Regions from separate parts of the Mus musculus genome. Here all the other regions are linked to region 1. Evidence: chromatin contacts called from public HiChIP or PLAC-seq and promoter capture Hi-C data. All regions are on one chromosome and are shown on one strand. The core of a region is the stretch at or near the end of the contact, and the rest is flanking DNA. Distances in the headings are between cores, read along the strand shown.

Evidence for each region. Promoter capture Hi-C pulls out the DNA fragments that hold promoters and counts their contacts. HiChIP or PLAC-seq counts read pairs in DNA pulled down with a chosen protein or histone mark.
Region 2: a contact with region 1 is called in an H3K27ac HiChIP or PLAC-seq map of embryonic stem cells, with 3 times the contacts expected there. The contact joins the enhancer-like site here to the promoter of Pkd1l3 in region 1. A contact is called at or near these places in 7 of 39 promoter capture datasets (3T3-L1-derived adipocytes, the C10 cell line, hematopoietic stem and progenitor cells and 2 more), 1 of 15 datasets of contacts at CTCF or cohesin (the NIH/3T3 cell line), 3 of 115 datasets of contacts at active chromatin or transcription factors (bone marrow-derived macrophages, embryonic stem cells and fetal liver) and 2 of 9 other capture datasets (adipose tissue and liver).
Region 3: a contact with region 1 is called in a promoter capture Hi-C map of embryonic stem cells, with 2.1 times the contacts expected there. The contact joins the enhancer-like site here to the promoter of Pkd1l3 in region 1. A contact is called at or near these places in 10 of 39 promoter capture datasets (3T3-L1-derived adipocytes, the C10 cell line, the HPC-7 cell line and 5 more), 1 of 115 datasets of contacts at active chromatin or transcription factors (bone marrow-derived macrophages) and 2 of 9 other capture datasets (embryonic stem cells and liver).

What each region holds. Positions count from the first base shown.
Region 1 is chr8:109,612,808-109,615,729 of GRCm38.p6, reverse strand. Pkd1l3 (polycystic kidney disease 1 like 3) reads right to left here and starts at 1,496. Exons shown (of 33, transcript NM_001286454.2): 1 at 907-1,496. The coding sequence starts at 1,213.
Region 2 is chr8:109,889,661-109,892,484 of GRCm38.p6, reverse strand. The region is part of intron 2 of Phlpp2 (PH domain and leucine rich repeat protein phosphatase 2); the gene reads right to left. Among named protein-coding and RNA genes, the nearest start is that of Phlpp2, 22 kb to the right of the region's middle. Within about 2 kb of position 1,479, at least 9 of the 459 cell types and tissues checked have an H3K27ac peak or open chromatin away from gene starts, as enhancers often do. A contact at or near this core is called in embryonic stem cells, where this site is marked.
Region 3 is chr8:109,944,551-109,947,532 of GRCm38.p6, reverse strand. Phlpp2 (PH domain and leucine rich repeat protein phosphatase 2) reads right to left here. Exons shown (of 19, transcript NM_001122594.2): 19 at 2,862-2,982. Among named protein-coding and RNA genes, the nearest start is that of Marveld3, 16 kb to the left of the region's middle. Within about 2 kb of position 1,567, at least 74 of the 459 cell types and tissues checked have an H3K27ac peak or open chromatin away from gene starts, as enhancers often do.

The sequences.
Region 1 (2,922 bases), core at 247-2,746:
GTCACTGTAAGAGTTTTTTTCTCTTTAGAATCTTGTATAATAGCAACTATTTGTATACCTGGAAAGCCAACATTCAAAAGGCTTTCCTCTTCATTCAACATTCAACACTTAAGGGGGGGGTGCGTGGTGGGGGGATTGAGAGTTTGAGACCAGTTTGTGCTGAATACCAAGTTTCAGGACATCTTGCACTATAAAGCAAAACTGTCACAATATAAAACAAAACAACAAAAATTCCAGATACCCCAAATCAAATAAAGCAAAATAACACCATACATGAAGACTCAGGAATTAAGTTTTAGACAGGCTCTGACAAAAAGCTCATTGCCACCGGTCAATGATGGTGCACACCTTTAATCCCAGCACTCAGGAGGCACAGGCAGGAGGATCTCTGTGAGTTCAAGGCCTGGAACGTGATCTACAGAGCACATTCCAGGACAGCCAAGGCTACACAGACAGACCCTGTCTCAGGGGGGGAAAAAGTACATTGCCATTGCTATGGAGACAAATGTTGGCCGAGACACAAAAGTGGAAAGCGTATGGAGAGAGATTGATGGTCAAACTAACCCTTTTTCTGATTATAAAAGCTGAAAGGGGGCTGGAGAGATGGCTCAGAAGTTAAAAGCACTGGCTGCTCTTTCAGAGGTCCCGAGTTCAATTCTCAGCAACCACATGGACACTCACAACCATCTGTAATCGATCTGATGCCCTCTTCTGGCAAGCAGGTAGATGTGCAGATAAAGCACTCATACGTAAAATAAATAAATCTCAAAAAGGGAAAAAACAATACCTTAAAATGTAATCTGAAAAAAAAAAAAAAAAAGTGGAAAGGCCAAAGATGACTTTCTTCCACCCTAGAACACAGCCCAAGAAAGCTTTTCCCCTCAACATTCAACACGAGAGCCCTACCTGTCTGATTTATCCCTGGATGCGATCCGGGCAGCGTCAGGTTTCCCCTGACCCACCACACTGTTTCTTCATTCAGGAAGCTTTTTAGGAAACCCCGAAGCTTGGGGTTCCACGTGTGGGCTAGGCGTCCTCTCTGGGCGTGGCAGTAGTTATCTGCTTCCTGGAAGTCACAGAAAAGTCTGTTAAGCTGATAGCAGCTGTTTCCCCCATGTTGCTCCCGGATGCTTGGTTTACGTCCCAAAATATCACCCAGAATGACACCGATTCTAATGTACAGCCAGAGCCAGGACCGCCTCTGCAAGAGCATTTTTCTCTCTGTGCCGAGTGAGAAGAGAGAAGATGTACGGAGGCTCGAGTGAGAAGAGAGATGTACGGAGGCTCGAGTGAGAAGAGAGAAGATGTACGGAGGCTTGGCAGCTGCCTGGGCTTTTAAATAGGACTCAGTGAGTTTGTCAGAATCGTCCGTATTGTTCTTTTGTGGGTTGGGAACAACCTGCCAAGGAGATAAAGGTTTTGTTTTGTTTAGGGAAGCTATTTCTCACCGGCTGCAAATGAATAGCAAACGGGGCTTTACAGTCGGGGGCACCAATGTCTCCATCTGTGTCTACACGCCCAGATGTATCTTTAGCAAATAAAGACCCATTATGACGCCAAAGCTACCTGCAAGCAGGGAGAGGTTGGTGGATATCGAAACCAGTGTTACTAGACTTGGCGAGCTTAGTTCTTAAAGCATGGGCTCTAACACAGAACCTTATGCACTCTATACAAGCACCCTAGCAATGAGGTATGTGTCCAGAAAAATGGATACTTTTTTATGAAAAGGAAAACTTTCTTTTGTTGTTGTTATTTTCAAGACAGGGTCTCACTATGTATCCCTAGCTGTCCTGGAACTCACTATGTAGACCAGGCTGGACTTGAACTCAGAGAGATCCACTTGCCTCAGCCTCTTGAGTGTTGGTATTAAAAGTCTATCTATCTATCTATCTATCTATCTATCTATACACACACACATATATACATACACACACACACACACACACACACACACACACACACATATATATATATATATATATATATATATATATATATATCCTCTTTTTTATCTATTCATCTGTCATCTGTTTACAGGCACCTGAGCCACTGCTGTAGCTTGGCTATGGTTAACAGTACTGAGTATTAATATGGACACACAGGCTCTCTTCTGAGTGCTGACTTCATTCCCTGTGGGTATACACCTAGTCTTCATATAGCAGAGTCATATAGCATCCTTGTAGTTTGTTTTTTTAGGAACCTCCCTATTGTTTGCTACAGGTTACACGTGGTTACACTCCCACCAACAGTGTATAAAGGTAACTTTCCCCGATTTTGATGAGGGCCATTCTGAGTGACGTGAAATGGATTCCCAGCATAGCTTCGGGTTGTATTTTCCTGATGGCTGAGGATGAAGGGTTAATGGTGTCTAAGCAGCAGCTGGGCTGAGAGGCTCTGGGCAGGAAAGTTGATTGACAGATGACATCTATGGAAGCTCCTAATCAGGAGATCCACACAAACCCGCTGGGAGCTACCACTTCCTGACTACAGGGGAAATGACCTGCAGATGGACTGGGCTCTTCTGCCCCCAAGACCCCAACTCCACATGTACATGGTCCTTGTTCCTGCGGAGAGACCATCACCTTTCATTGTGCTGAGAAAAGGACAAAGTGTTCCCAGGGAAGGCCAGTTTATTTTTTTATTTCTGTGGCAACTCAGTCTAACACAGGGTGTGTAGCATCTCCCCTCCCCATATTTACCAGCTGTCTGAGAAGTGTCAGCTCAGATCATTTGCCATTTATTGACTGCATTACTTATTCTCCTAATAACTTTTTTTGGGAGTCCCTTTATACATCCTGGATACAATCCTTTGCCAGAATACTGGGCTGACAAGGAGAGTATTTATTTGAAAAACTCAATCATAGGGGGCTGGAAAGATGGCTCCATGGTTAGTAGCACTAGTTCTTGCAGAGGACCCAGGTT
Region 2 (2,824 bases), core at 230-2,729, 280 kb before region 1:
GACTAAGAGCCAGATATTGTGGTGCACACCTTTAGTCCCAGCTCTTGGGAGGCAGAAACAAGATCTCTGTGAGTTCAAGGCTAGCCTGGTCTACATAGAGAGTTCCAAGACAGCCGAAGCTACAAAATAAGACATTGATTCAAAAAAATAAAATAAAACTAATACAACAACAAATAAAAAAGAAATATAACGGGTTGGAGAGATGGCTCAGTGGTTAAGAGCACCGACTGCTCTTCCAAAGGTCCTGAGTTCAAATCCCAGCAACCACATGGGGGCTCACAACCATCCGTAATGAGATCTGACACCCTCTTCTGGAGTGTCTGAAGACAGCTACAGTGTACTTAGATATAATAATAAATCTTTTAAAAAAAGAATTAAAAAAAAAAAGAAATATAACATACTTACCTATAAAGACAAGTTATAAAGGTTAGTCTTTTATATTTGAGTAACTATAGTACACTGACACAACAGGATTTAATTAAAAAAAAAAAAAAAATATATATATATATATATATAATGAAAACAGTAATCACTACAAAAGCTGCATACAAACACCTGCATCAAAATAAGAACCAAAGAGGAGATGGTACACCAAAAATAAACCAACACCTGGGCTTGCCTTCCTCCTGCTCAGTTTAGTTGTCTGTTGGGCTTGCTGTTATAACCCATGCTAGCATAGAAATCCTGACAATTGTGCCTTAGCCTCCAAAGTAGTGGACTTCTAAATCTGTCCTACCATGTCCAGCTCAATATGTCTTCTAATTACCAGTTGTTGTTGCTGCTGCTGCTACTAACACGGGGGCCAGAGGAGAACATACAGCACATAAGACACACAGTATTAAACTTTTTATCAGTACTTATTTAGGCAGCAGAGTTTTCTGAGACAAGGCCTAGATACAGAGAACTGGCTGCCCTGGAACTCACTGTGGAGTCTGGATTCATCTCAATCTTGCAATGGCCTTGCTCTCTACATCTCCCAACAGCTGGAATTTTAAGTACAGGCCACTGTAATGGTTTGTGTACATGCTCAGCCCAGGGAGTGGCAATATTAGAAGGTGTGGCCCTGTTGGAGTGGGTGTGGCACTGTGAACACGGGCTTTAAGACCCTCATCCTAGCTGCGTGGAAGCCAATCTTCCACTAGCAGCCTTCAGATGAAGATGTAGAACTCTCAGCTCTGCCTGCACCATCCTGCCTGAATGCTGCCATGCTTCCACCTTGAGGAAAGGACTGAAGCTCTGAACCTGAAAGCCAGCCATAAATATATGTTGTCCTTTATAAGACTTGTCTTGGTCATGGGTTCTATTCACAGCAGTAAAACCATAACTAATACAGAAATTGGTACCAGGAGTGGGGTACTGCTGTGATAGACCTGACCATACTTTTGTCTGGAAGTTTGGGGACCTTGGATTTGGGAAGCAGTGGAATGCTTTAAATGGGGCTTGCTTGATGGGTTATCCTAGTAGGAATGTGGAAGGCTTTGTTAGTAAGAGTGATTTGAATTCTTCAGACCTCGCCCAAGAGGTTTCAGTGGAGAATTTCTATATGTAGCCTAGAGACTGTTTTTGTAGTATTATGTGGTTACTTTTTGCCCTTGTCTGAAGAGTCTCCTGAGGTTAAGGTGAAGAGACTCAGATTAAACTGCATTGACAAAGGAAGTCTCAAAAAAGCCCAGCAGAGACTGTGTACTCTGGTTAAGTTTCATGAAGAACATTGTAAACAAGCATAGCAAGCTGAGAAAAGAAAAATACAAAATATATGGTTCGAGTATTAAAGGGGCACGAGGAAGTGAAAATGGAGTTGAATCCTGTGTTCAAGGATATTAAATTGAATTAAGGGAGTAGTGACCTAGGGGCAAGATCCCATCCAGCTAAATTTAGATCAAGGCATGCTACTACAAGCCTTTAATCCCTGGAGGCAAAGACAAGCAGATCTCTGAATTCAAGGCCAGCCTAGAACAGAGCAAGTTCTAGGTGAAGAAAAACTTAAATCTAGGCTTGGTGGACCACATCTTTAATCCCAGTGCTTAGAAGACAGGCATGCAGATCTCTGAGTTCAAAGTCAGTCTACAGAGCAAGTTCCAGGACAGCCAAGCTTAGGCAGTGAAACAGTTAGAAAACAGAAGGCTGGTGATAATGTAATATAGCAAGGGGGTCATGTTCCAGCCCCAGCAAATGGCAGCTTTGGCCATGTGGCTCTCTGGCTTTAGAGTCCAGAATAGAAAGGACTACTGGGACAATTGATGCAGGTTAGCTGGAACTAAGAAATTAGTGGTGATTAAGAAGAGACCAGCATTACTGAGGTGAAATCTTCTGGGAAGTGTTTTCTGAGAGCACAAAGAAGCTTTGTTCCAGAGATAGCCAAGGTTGTACCTCGTGCTGCAACTATACTTGGTAATGTATAAGAGTTACCCAGGTGTTACTGGTTTTGAAGGCATGAAGGGGTCATGGAGAGCAGCTGAGGTTTGGTACTGTGAGAGGTCATAGAAGGCCATTGGTAAAGGTATAGCCTCAGTTGCAGTTGACAGCCTAGGACTGAAGGGGTCATGCAAAGGATTTGAGGCTTGGCAACATGAAGAGAGCCTATGAGAGGCTATTGGTGAAGCCTAGTTGCAGCTGAAGACCCCAGTGTATTGAAGATGCCAGTACCATGAGGGATCACCAAGAACAGCAGCAGCAGTGGAGTGGATCAACCTGAGCTTAGAGTGCTACAGAAGACAAAGCTGGAGAAGTGATGCCAGCCCTTGGGAGGAGCCCACAAGATCATATGTGGATCCAGACACTGAAGTTGCCTTGGGAGACCCCAAGATTTTGAGATTTCAGATCA
Region 3 (2,982 bases), core at 318-2,817, 330 kb before region 1:
GCACTGCATGAATGCCGTGTACCTATATGCATATAATTTTACACTTTTTTTTCTTTTTCTTTCTTCCTTTTTTTTTTTTTTTTTTTTTTGCGGGGGGGGGGGCAACAGCACACTACTAGGCAGTTGTGGGGCTGGGTTCAAATGAGTAACTCCCAGTGGCCAGAGGAAAATATTTTCCACTAGCTGTGCCATGTACATTTGTGGGGAGGAAGGTTATGCCATTGGAATTAACTTTTGATTTTTCTCTTTTAAAATACAAGTCCTTGATGGCCAGAGGGATGGCTCAGCAGGCGAAGGTGCCTGCTGCCAAGCCAGATAAATGGCCTGAGTCTGACCCCTGGGGCCCACATGGTGGAGAAAGAATGGACTCCCTCAGGCTGTTCTCCAAGCTTACACCCTGACATCTGCACTCACACCCCATGTAGAAATCGGAAAACAGGGGCTGGAGAGAGATGGCTAGCTGGTCGAGAGCCATTTACTGCTCTTGCAGAGGACTCTAGGTTCAGTTCCCAGCCCCTAACATGGCAGCTCACAACCATCTGTAACTCCGGCTCCAAGGATCCAACCTGCCTGAGGGCACAGGCACACAGGTCATGCACACGCAGGCAGGCAGGCAGGCAGGCGAACATCCAAACATAAAATAAAAACGAAGGAATTCTTAAGAAATGAGGCAAAGCTCAGGGAGAATTAATCAGGGAAATCTCTATTGTCACCCTTGGCCTGGTAGTGATTAGTGTCCCGCACTAAGGCTTGATAAGTGACAAAGAAACTTTGACAATCGCCAAAATCACATGTGTGCCCTTCAACAAAAGACTGGCACCCCCAGGGCACTGTTTTCATGATTTCTCTGTGTTCCTATTGTTATCTCTGCCCACCTTGGATCTTTCACTGGATAAGGTAGACTGACTATGTGACCCCAGCCCTGTGTCCGGTTGGCTCCTGGGTGGCAGCTCCTCTTCTGATTAGAACCCATCAGGGAGTAAACTAACCACACTGCCACAAGTCCAGAGTTCAGTACTAGAAACCCTCTAGCAAACCCGATGGGATTCACTATTTGTCGGGTTACGCTGACTTGTCATTCGTGTGCTACAAATGAGGAGGCAAGGTCCAAGAAGGGCAAGGGCTGATGTTCCTTACCAGCGACTCACTGCAGAACATTATTGTTCAGTGGTATAGAAGTTCTTCCTATCTACCACTTTGGCACAAATGACCGAAGCTGTGACTTCTGTTCAATGTTAAACTGCTTTAAACAGGTTAACTTTCCCACAGTCACAAAACCTGTAAGCAGCGGAGATAAGACTTGGACACAGAATAGAGGGATGGCTTAGCAGTTATGAGGATGCTTTTCCCAGCATCCAATCAGGTGGCCCACAACCTCCTATAACTAAACCTCCAGGGGACCTGCTATCTTCCTCTGGAGTCCACAAGCACATGTGCACACACACACACACACACACACCCATAATTAAAAAGAAAAATAGATCTTAAACACACACACACCACCACCACCACCACCACGGCCCTCTGAGTCATAATAGAGGTGTGTTACAAGTAACAGACAAGTCCTTGTGGCCTTCAGGACGCCGTGGAATATCACTGGCACTGGAAAACAAACTTGAGACCACTTGTGCCACCTCAGCCCATATATCACATGGGACAGAGGTATCAAGAAGCGGGGGTACAGTGCTTGCCTGGCAGGCACACCGAAAGAGCTGAGTGTGCTGCCAAGAAACCAAGTGTTTAAAATGTTGATTCCGGATGAAGAGGAAGCCTGAAAGATGACTTCAACACGGCCTTTACTTGGGCTGAGAGGTAGCTGATCTTGTTTGAAATCCACAGACTAGAAGACACTTGGTGAGAGCAGAGAGAGCAGTAAGCTGGAGGCTTAACTGGACGCTAATTCTCTTGGAAAGCAACACTCACCAAGTCTAAAGTCCTAATGCTCCACTTTAACCTCATGGAAAGAACGCTGCCCAGGGTTGCTTAGCTACCTGACTCCTGCGGTGCCAACAGCTGTGATATACTTAAGGAACTTAACGGCTCATAAACCGGTTTCCTCAGCTAATAGCCCTCATTTGACAACTATGCTGCCTATAGTGACTTTTTTTGTGTCTTACTCGCCCCAAGCCATGGCTGGCTTCAGACTTCTGAGCCTCCTGCCTCCACCTCCTAAGTGCATTTCTTCAACCATAAACTTTAGTGAGTCATCTCTGTTGCCATTCCAGCAGAAAACGGTGCTATGGATTGGGTGTGGTCTGTGTTCTCTACTGTCACAGAAGCCTTGGCCGTGAGATGCCTGGTGCTCTTAGAAACATGACTCATTGGTTACTAGGGTTGACCAGGTCTATCTGGCTGAGCGGCGACCCCTTCCTTCTCCACTCTTCCCTGCGTCACTCCAGAAACAAGCATCTCCCTCTTCACTAACTGCCTGGGTCAGATACTCTGTTATAAGGGCACAAAGCTGACTAGCAGAAAAAATATATACGCTATTTTCATACCGGGGGTGGGGCGGGGGGGGGGAGAATCATTCATTTTGGAGGTCTCCCACGCTCTGGGCCCACACCCACGAAGGATGGGCAGCAGTAACTGGACCTAACAGGAAGTTATAAAGCAAAATGAGGTTGAGAGGGGTAAGCTGGAGGGCAAAAGTGGGGAGCAGCCATGATCATATTTCCTTGTATATCTGTATGAGGTGCTTAACAATAAAGCAAGCATTTTTTTCACTGTCTTCATGGTGTCAGAAAATAGGTCTTCCATGTTCTTTTCCCCCAAAGTAGAAAAGTCCTAAACATATTTTTAGTAAATAACCTAGTTATGCATATAATTACACTTCCTCATAAAATATTCATAAAGCACAGGCATGGAAAAGATATCCCATTTTATTTTATTTATTGTTTATTATTATTTTTTACAAACAATAGATTTGCTGCAACATGCTCTGGCTCATATTATTGAATTAAAAAATTTAACACATTTCAAAAA